Regions from separate parts of the Hordeum vulgare genome. Here region 1 is linked to region 2. The links are chromatin contacts, called in public Hi-C maps. All regions are on one chromosome and are shown on one strand. Each heading gives the region's core, a stretch centred on a gene start, on an enhancer-like site or on the middle of the called end of the contact. The rest is flanking DNA. Distances are from core to core; before and after follow the strand shown. Region 1 holds the start of LOC123439245 (WD repeat-containing protein WRAP73). Region 2 holds the start of LOC123411651.

What was found. Hi-C and Micro-C count contacts between places; a contact is called where the count stands out from the background.
Region 1: a Hi-C map of seedling shows a contact between it and region 2, with 5 times the contacts expected there. The contact joins the promoter of LOC123439245 here to the promoter of LOC123411651 in region 2. A contact is called at or near these places in 1 of 6 Hi-C or Micro-C datasets (seedling) and 1 of 1 datasets of contacts at active chromatin or transcription factors (embryo).

What each region holds. Positions count from the first base shown.
Region 1 is chr1H:383,893,622-383,898,661 of MorexV3_pseudomolecules_assembly, forward strand. LOC123439245 (WD repeat-containing protein WRAP73) reads left to right here and starts at 2,394. Exons shown (of 6, transcript XM_045115985.1): 1 at 2,394-2,673; 2 at 3,954-4,442. The coding sequence starts at 2,557.
Region 2 is chr1H:383,596,912-383,602,243 of MorexV3_pseudomolecules_assembly, forward strand. It overlaps LOC123411651, which reads right to left and starts at 1,704. Exons shown (of 7, transcript XM_045104616.1): 1 at 1,421-1,704; 2 at 934-1,022; 3 at 755-830; 4 at 106-155; 5 at 1-23. The coding sequence starts at 1,565.

The DNA of each region.
Region 1 (5,040 bases), core at 1,144-3,643, 300 kb after region 2:
TTCGATCTGAATTTGGGTAAGCCTATGTTATATGGTAAATGTCCCATCATTATAATGGAATGAGTATCTATTGATATGGCACATTGGGGATTACTATTGATTGATGAGAAAATACTCTAGAATTATAGAAGAGAACTAACAATGAAATAACAAACTGAAGATTAAGTATGATGTCCTCTAAAATCTGATGATTGTGGTAGATTGGACGAAAGAATATTAACCATCTGCTTCTTCTGCTACTATTGGTGTGCTATAAGGAGAGGATCAGCACCCACACAAATCATTGGTTTGGTACTCTCTTATGTTCTCATGGGAAACTAATCAACCAAATTATTGTATGCTATTGTCTTTTGCCCTATCCCCACATTGTTGAACCATTATTTGTACTTCTGTACCGACCGATGTATTCTTTCTATGTATCAACCAAACCCTGACTACATAAGTAATGCATTCAGGTGCATTTGACTCTGGTCTCTTCATGAGGAAATTACATTTATCAAGTTTGGTTTTCCCAGCAGCTAAGCACGGTAGTGATGTGTGTGACCATTGGTGGATTGGTGAGAGATAAAAAAAATCTATAGGACATCAATATCATAAATTGAAAGTGCAAGATGCTACTTTCTTGTTGCGTACCACAAGACAATTGCTATGGCAACGACAATGTAAACAATACCCAGTTTGTTTTTTAGATTCACACAGGTCCGCCTTTTTGAAGATAAATAATATAAATCGAGTTGTAACATAGTGTTGTGCAAAACATAATCATAGTTTGAGTTTCTAACTATTTATACCAAAAAATTGGCCAATGTTTACACTCCAGGCACTATAGCAAACCATAGTTAGTTTTTTTGCTACTTTTGGACTACTAGGCTAATTGTCTGTTCATCTATGTAGTACTATAGATCAGTTTTAACATGCAACACACCAAAAAAATTCACTAAACTGGCCATGCAGCGGACTCTTCCTCCCCTACCCCTCCCCCTCTCCTCCCCTTCTCTTCCCCTTGAGAGTCGCTCCGCAGGCAGGCCCGGCTCGGGCCCCTCTCCTGTCCGACGACGCTGCCGGCCGAATATGGAAAGGGAGAAGAGCTTGGGTTGCTCCTATACAGAGTAGTTCTTTGGTCGTTTTTAGGACCGGCGTTATTCCATGGGGAGCTCGCGTCTGGTGCAAGCGAGCTGCATCAAGTGGCTGGTGACGGTGAGGCTCGGGTTCGCGGTGCTCCGGTGGTCGAACCCAGAGGCGGAAGGAGTTCTTGCCCACGTTCCTCCTCCAATAAGCTCGTTGTATCCTCAAATCTGGTGCTTTGTCTCGTCCTTCCTTGCTTCACTTTGAGCCACCATGGAGGTGGACATGAAGAAGAGGGAGGGATGGGTCGGAGCGACCGATTCATCTATGTGAGTTCTTGGAGCCCAATATTTGCAGCATTTGGCACGGGGGTTTGGTGCAGATCTGAGCCCCCTAAGGATTTCATCATTGTGCTGCTGTGTCTTATGGTCGAAGGGCGACCTCTCGGAGTTCCGACGATGAAGACCGGCTCCATGATTTCCTCTCGGCCGTTGAGCCAAAAGGGAGGCAGCTTTTCCGGTGCTTCGTCGTGGTACTTTCTTTGTCTACCTCCAATGATTTGCTGGAGGTGTTGTAGCCATTCCTCCGCCCCAAGTGGTCTCGTTCCCCGGCGGCGGTGGGATCGGGCCAGGTTCGAAGCCGGCGACAAGGACTCGATGGCGTTTCAGTTTTGTCTTCTGGGGTCCTCTTTGCAAAATGTTTAGACTATGTTGTAACTTTCTTTTTCTGTTGAGCCCTCATGTAAAATGTTGCATGGTCATCTAATATAAGTTTGGGTCCTTCGGGACCCTTGTTCTGTTCAAAAAAAAAACCTGGCCATGCAGAATACTCACCATTCAATATGACCATTTTTCTCGAGGGATAGGCAAGGCAAGACATGCAGCCTATCATTTTCTTGTACGAACTACTCCCTCCGTTTCTAAATATAAGTCTTTTAAGAAATTCTACTAGGAGTCTATATACGGAGCAAAATAAATGAATCTACACTCTAAAATATGTCTATATACATCCGTATGTAGTCTATCAGTGTAATATCTAGAAAGACTTATATTTAGGAACGAAGATAGTACTTTGCAATGAATCATATTATGGATCGACTTACCAAACCGTGTCACGCCGCGCATTAACCGCTGGTAGGACAAGTGCTGGTTCAAAACTATGGAGCAGGCGTGTAAAAAGAAACTATGGAGCAGGCGTGTCAAAAAGAAAAAGAAAAACTATGGAGCAGGAAAAGATTACTATCGTGCGTATGCGTAGTGTGTACTGCTACACCACGCGCACTTCCGGCTTTACGTCTCCACCCTCCGAACGAATTCAAATCCCAAACACGAACCCCTCAAAAGCCTCTAGGAAAATCGACCTTCCAACGCAGCCCCCACCCCCACCCCCACCTCGCCTGAGCAGTACGCCGGCGACCGACAGGCCTTCAGCCCCCCCTCTCCCCTCCACTCCCGCAACGACCAGGGAGGAGGCGCCGAGCGAGTAGGGGGGATGGAGTTCACGGAGGCGTACAAGCAGACGGGCCCGTGCTGCTTCTCTCCCGACGCCCGCTTACTCGCCGTCGCCGTCGACTACCGCCTCGTGATCCGCGACGTCGTCACCCTCAAGGTATACACGCCACCATTTACCTGGCCTGTTTTCTCCCCCGTAGAATTGGATTGCGGGTCTGGGGTTCATCCTTTTGGAGTGGTTGCTGGCGAATCTGGGATTTGGGTAGGGGTTCGTGTCAACCGGCGTGCTTCAGATTTGGGCGCCTTGGTGCGTGGAATGCGCCCAATTTTGACTGATCCGCGGCTTCCTACACATGTCTCATAGTTTATTTTTTCTATATATATCCGTGCTGTTGTCAGCCATCGACGAATCGTGAATGGCAGGACCTCTAAATGAAGCCCGAAATTTGAGGAAATACGCAGCAGTCCTCGCGAAGTAAAAATATAGTATAATCGAGGTACTGTATATGGATGTCCAGTAGCGAACTCATTGAAAGTCCTAGGTAATACAGGAACTAATCACGTACTCCTCAATGTTCGCTGGTTCGCCTGTCATAAGCTGCAACGGCGTCTCTAATACGGGCCCAGTCAGACGGACCAGGCCTTTCCTGAAATCAGATCAACCTGCCGTAGCATATGAATCGAACATACCACTTTAAAATTGTGTCTAAACCCTCGCTTTAGCAAACATTTGGGTCTTCTAGGTCTGTACTTGCTATAACTGAGTAATGCGATTCGACCTGATTGCTACTTGTCTTGCTGTGGTCATGAATGGTTCAACATTTATTTTTGCGGGGGGGGGGGGGGGGTCAACATTGGCTTGTGTCTCCTAAAATATCTGAAGCACAAGACTCCGCATTATTTAAGGGGTCAATTTGGGGCTATGCATTTCATACTGGTTGGACCCGAGAAATCGTGGTACCAAGTGGTATGAGAGTGGATAATACGGGGTTTTGTTTTCCATGTGCAGGTTTAGTTGGGTGCATCTGGTCTGCACATATGAATTCTAGCTGCTGTATTAGCTTAGGATGCACCTTTTTATTTGTGTTATCATTATTGTTTGTCTAATGTATTCTATAACCTATAGATTACTCTTTACCATCTTTTGGATTTATGGACATTCCATGAGTTCTTCACGTTTCATATCTTTTATGTGAATGCGGCATTACTGTTTTATCATTTCAACTTTGAAGAATGGTTATGTATGTATAATACCTTGCATGTTGCATCCATCACCCAAGAAAATGTATAATTCCTTACAACTTTCTAATTTACTGCACGCATGCCCATAAGAGTTGCATGAATTTTAAGTTTACGTGATCTCCTTGTCATTATAAGAATGTTAGTAACATCTAGACACTAAAAATTGTCAACACATGTTTTAACTTGTTTGTGCAGGTGGTGCAGTTGTTTTCGTGTGTGGACAAGATAAACTTTTTGGAGTGGGCACCGGATTCAGAATACATTCTATGTGGACTTTACAAGCGGCCAATGGTGCAGGCTTGGTCACTTAGCCAGCCTGACTGGACCTGTAAGATTGATGAAGGATCTGCAGGGATTGCTTATGCTCGCTGGAGTCCTGACAGTCGGCATATACTCACTACATCAGAGTTCCAACTTCGTTTGACTGTATGGTCTCTTGTAAATACTGCCTGTGTTCATGTACAGTGGCCAAAGCATGCAGCAAGAGGTGTTTCTTTCACTAAGGATGGCAAGTTTGCTGCGATCTGCACCAGGCGGGACTGCAAAGATTACGTAAATTTGCTGTCATGTCATTCCTGGGAGATAATGGGTGTATTCGCTGTTGACACACTAGACTTAGCAGGCGTGGAGTGGTCGCCTGATGACAGTGCTATTGTGGCCTGGGATTCACTTCTTGAATACAAGGTGCGTGTGCTGTCTCTTCAGAAACTTCCTGGCGTTTTATGTGTTGTGGCTTGTGACTGTAGCCAATTCTTATGCATATCCCTACGCGGCAGTTTTAGTCATCCCCTTTGCTATATTAAGCTACTCTTCCATAATAATCTTCACTTACAGTATCTCATGATCTTACCTCACACCTTTCTAGCTTGCTGAAGATAGCTTAGTTTTTGAGATTGAGATGACGTTGGTTGAGTTACCTTGTTTGTTGCATGGTTGACATGCCACACCGTGTTACCTTTTTTCGAAGGGCAGCACAGCTTTTACCTATATTTTGATTTACTCTTGCTCCCCACTGGTACTTGATGACATTACTGAATTTGGTTTCGTGCCATGTGCCTATATGTTTAATTTGGGTTTTGATGATTGATCAATTGGAACACTGGGTTATGGTTTCCCTCAAAACATATTGGGCCATGGCTTAAAAAATAGCCCCTTGCATGATCCTTCAAAAGCTCACCCTCCCGTTTTTATAGCTCAACCAATCTTTTATTCAACTCTTAAAGGTTTTTGTGTGTGTCCTTAAACAAAAAATGAGGTGAGATAGTTCAGTGCGAGGTAACAA
Region 2 (5,332 bases), core at 454-2,953:
GAAGTTAACTTGGACAAAAGTTCCTAAAAAATAGTTCCGTTAATGTTCGTACAACAAGGGAAACAAAAAAGAAATCGAGACATATTAGAGTTATAAGGTCTGTACTGCAATCGATGATTGAATTCCATGAATTGCTCGTGGTTTCAAGGCAATTCCTGAAAATTAAAGAGATACTTAATTGATTTAGCTTCAAGACCACGGCAAACAAGATAACATGCTTGTGCAGAAAGGCAGTTCACAATGCAACATTTAACGGTTCTAAACTATACGTTTACGGTGTATATGATGTATGTAAAGGAACACGGTAAGAATCATAAGTTGTAGTAAAACGAAAAGATTGAGCAGGAAGCACTGCAGGAATTTAAGAAATTGCCCATGCGCACTACTTAAAGAGAGTTCTAGTTTCATAGATATGAAAGGTTCTATCAAGATGAATGTTGATCTTTGAAGCAAATGTTCACATGCGCTGAAAACTCCACACAACAGTGAACAAAAATGGGAAAACATTAAAGAACAATAGAAGTATCGGTGCATCATAGTGTCATCCTAACCTTAGATTCTTAGTCTGATTTCTATGCAGGCAACTAGACACACTATTATGTGGCCACCAAGAGAAGAATGAATATACTGAACGTGCAAGAGATTAAAGATGCTTTCATTTAGAGAGATACTATAATTGGAAATAATCACGACCAGTCTTTCTAGGACAACATCAACAGAAAGGCTAAATAAATGGAACAGCTGCAATGTGTACCTATTCCAAAACCATGTCCTATACCAACTCCACATCCAATGCCCGCTTCAATATTCTTTAACCCTGCTTTCTTTAGCTAGAGCACGAACGCAAGAAAAGAAAACACAAAATCAGATCTAGAGAAACACTAAATGCAAAATCAGTTTAGTCATGCATATGCTCATGGGAGAGTGACTTACAGCAGAATTAACATGTCTTGTGACACCAGAAAAAGAATCGGTTGCACCTCTTGTGGCACTCATAACTTGCTGAAGGCCCGGTATCATACCTGACCAGCAGAACAAGAGACATTTTCTTAAACAACAACCACTCACTGAAATTTAGTCAATTTCTTCTTAGTCGGAGCACAGTCATTACAGATGCGCACGGTGCCACTGTCAGCAAGCTTGAACTAAGTAGCTGACACTACTTCCCTGTGCTTCCCTATCTTCAAATTTCGATCTTCATCTGGTGTATGCCTTAAACGCTTTAAATTAAAATACAATCCTGCACGGTTACAACTACACACGGCACCAACTGTTCGGCAGGGTGCCCCGTTTCATCACCCGCCTCAGCTGTTCGACAAAATGCCGAACCCGCCGACTCGTGACGGACTCGATCGATGTCCATCCTGATTATCCTAAGAACAGAAGGAACAGCAGCGAGTGGAAGGTTTGCTTCTATTACCTAGGTAGATTGGGCGGCCGACGCCAATTCCGACGCCGCAGCCGACGCCGGCGCCGGTGAAGACCTGAAGAACCTTCACGCTGAAGGGGTTCTCCATCTGGAAAGCGGGTGCGGGCGGAAGCCTCCGTTCCCGCCGACTTGCCATCGGGGTCGACCACCGTCGACAGGAGGGGGAGGGGGCTGGTCGCCGACAACTACCTTTCAAGCTGCGTCGTCGCCGTCAGCTATTGCAATGGAGAAACACAGGAGTGAGGTAACAGCGGTGGCTGGCCGTCAAGGAGTTGGGCCTACTCGTTGAACGCACGGTGGCTGGGCTAAACTGAAGAAGGAGCCTGTTATTGTACGAATCCGCCGCACGGGCCATGTGCGAGCAAGCCCCCATCACCCCTTGGAAGCCCCAAACCTCCAACATCACACTTTTCTTCGTTTTTGAACCTTTGTCTTTTTTAGAACCGTTCGAAATAAGGAAAAATATAGGAAGTTCTTTTAGGGGACAAAATATATAGGAAGTTTAGATGGTAGGATCCACATACAAAAATATATTTGAAACTAAGGAGTTGATATCTTACATTCCTTTGAAATTTATGTGGTTTGGGATGTTTCATACTCCTTCCGTTTCAGAATATAAGGTGTATTAGTTTTTTTTCTTCAAAAATTAAACATTTGCATGTTTGACCAATTTTTAGAAAAAATATATCAAAATCTACAGTATGGAATTTGTATCATTACGTACATTATAGAAAGTATTTTTTGTATCTTATTTATTTTGTATTATAGATGTCGATATTTTATTTCATAATCTTGATCAAACATACACGAGTTTCATTTGCATGAAATTCGATACCTTTATATTCTGGAACGAAGGGAACATAAAATTTGGAAGAGAACTAACATTAGGTCCTACCTCATATTTTCCTTTATTCGTGTCTACAATTCCTTTGTTTTGCCTGCACGACATCCAAATGATAGTTTTGTATTTTTTTTCTAATAAATTCAAGATAGACAACATCCTAATTCATTCCAAAAAAAATGTTCCTGCATTTCAAGGTCCTATGTTTCAAACGGGACCCTAAGACTTCTTAGTGCTCATAGTAGCGTTTTGGTACCTGAACACATATGTCCTACTATCTATCCCATTGGGTACTGCTCTGCAATATGTGTGTGTGGGGGTGTTTTATGAGCTAGTCTGAATAATATTATAATATGTACTTCCTTCATTCAAATATATAGGGATCAATAATTTTTTTAAGTTGCCTTTGAACATTGATAATATTAATGAAATACGAGATGCATGATATAAAAATATATCATTACAAACTCTTTTCACATGCGGATTCAACGGTATGTTATTTTTATCAAAATTCTCTCTATTATTAGCTTGTAACCAGGGTGCATCATTTAGTAGCAGAAGAATGAGCTCAAAGGGAGCTAACTCATGGACAACAACATTATGCTCTCTAAAACAATGCTGAAAATAAACTAGAGGGAATTCATATGCTAAATGGTAGTTGTCAATGAAGATTGCTAGCTCCCTCCCTCCTTCATTATCTCAACAACTTATGCACGGTCGGAGTTGATAACTAATTTGTTGCAACTCATTGTCCATGCCAAATAAAGACCAAAGTGAAGCACCACAACTTTAGTTGTTAAACACCGACACATATATCAATCATGTTGTTCCATCCTCCCGACCTCAATATTGCTTCCACACACAACACAACTACATAGTTTGCAGTTAGAGCATGTACAAATATGACTATATCACTTGCATCATGCGTCTTTTCACCATGAATGGACTTGCACCTCTCCCACAAGATACACCATGATCCAGCTACTATTAGATCATGTATATCATGTTGTCAGAGTAAGAAGAAGTGTTGTTCTGGGAGTTGCATAAGAAAATCTAGGACTGAGGATTCACCTCGTAGATCATTTCTCCAGGCCTAGTTCGGATGGCAATAGTTGTACTTTTGAAAGACCGATGTATTTTTTATTATGTTTGAGATGCTCTGTACTTTTGATGAAATTTTATAATAGATTTGATGATTTTCATAAAAAAAAGAGAACTTCTGCAGACCTGGTGAATAGAATATTGAAACCCCAGCCTTTCCCAGACCTCCACTGCCGTGCTGCAATGAAACAAAAAATGGTGGACGTCATACTCCCTCTTTGACAACACAAGCACCCTGGTGACAGTTTGATATGCCTGTTGAGAAGATTCACATGACATGAAAGAGTTCCATGCAAAGTGCGCCACATAAAAAAAGCTCACCTTACCTGGGCACTTTAGGCTTCATATTATATCCTGTTAGAGCATATATATCCATATGTGGTTTTGGTAATTGATGACAATTCCTATGGACTAATGGTTGCCTTAAGTTATATTTATAGGATTTGTCCATAAGCACTTCTTGAAGTCCATCTGTTGGGTTCAAGGAGTTTATATGATGACCAATATGGTATTCAAGGTATTATCCAAAGAATGGTCATAGAGACACAAGGTTGATCAAGATCTCAGACAAAGAGTAAATCAAGATGATCAACACACAAAGCGTACAAGATGTACCGAGAGGGATCAAGTGATCCCATGGTATGGTAAGCATTGTCCATTACGTGTTTGTGTACTAACCCATGGTCTTTGTGAGAGTTCTATGTGGGGGTTAGGTGTGCTTCCATGGGCTTGCGTCAAAAGGAAGATCTCATACAACCCATGAAGGATGACGTCAAGTGGTGATCGTCATCAAGATTGCGGTGTGCAAGTTCAAGTGGATCAGCACGGATATATCATGCTTGATGCTTGCCGTCCATTGTGGTGGCAATGGACTTGTGAAGATACGCTGAAGAGCGGCTCACCCATAGTGTGTATGGGGGAGCAATCAATTAGTCTTCATCAAGCCAACGCAATCAAGAAAGGTGGTCCATCTTGAGGAAGCCAAGATCATCGTCATCTAGCTTAATAGGACGAGGGCCAAGGTATAACTTTGCCCTTGATAGGTTTTCTGTTTTAGGATAGATTATCGTACTGTCAAGGGGGCTCTCAAGTGAGTAGCTTGATCGTATCGTTTGTTGAGAGCACAAACCATTTGCATCCTTGCATCATACTTCTTGGTTCTTGTTTGGTGTTTCTCTTTGTGAGTTTTAGAGCTTATGTTCATCTTCATGACAAGCTCGAGTTCATCGAAAACGGAGTCCATATGCATCTTCTATGATGTTTTCGATATTGGGAGTTTTTACCGGTCTTATTTGAAAAAGGGTTCTCACCATTTTCTTATGGGACTTTTATCACTTGCTTCTTATTGATATTTATATCAATATTGTGTTATCCCATGTCGTTAGCTTTCCAACAAACTTGGTTTCGTTGAATTTGGAGTCCGTATGCGAAAGTTACAGCAGTTTCAGTATCGAGCGGTAGTACCGCTCCTCGTGCCAGCGGTAGTACCGCCCACGGAGAGGTAGTACCGCCCCTAGAGTGGTAGTAATTTTTTACTACCACTCCCTAGCGGTAGTACCGCTCCAGGAGTGGTAGTACCGCTCCGTCGGACCATTTTTTGCATACTTTTTGGCCTCAGCATGGTTGGTGAACCTACCGAGCGGTAGTACCGCTCCATGAAGCTTATCTCTTTAGCTTGGATTTTTCCCCACCTATAAAAGGGGGTCTTCTTCCCCATTGAACCTTATCTCTTTAGCTCGTGTTCTTCCCCCATTGTTGACCTTCTTCGAGCTTGCCAACTCTCAATCTCTCAAATGATTCTTGCTAGTTCTTGAGGGAAATGAGAGAGGAGATCTAGATCCACATTTCCACCAATCACTTTCTCCTCTAAGTGAGGGGAACCCCTTGGGTCTAGTACTTGGAGTTCTTCGTGTTCTTCTTTGTTCTTCCTCTCATTTTCCTCCCTAGCATTAGTTGCTTTG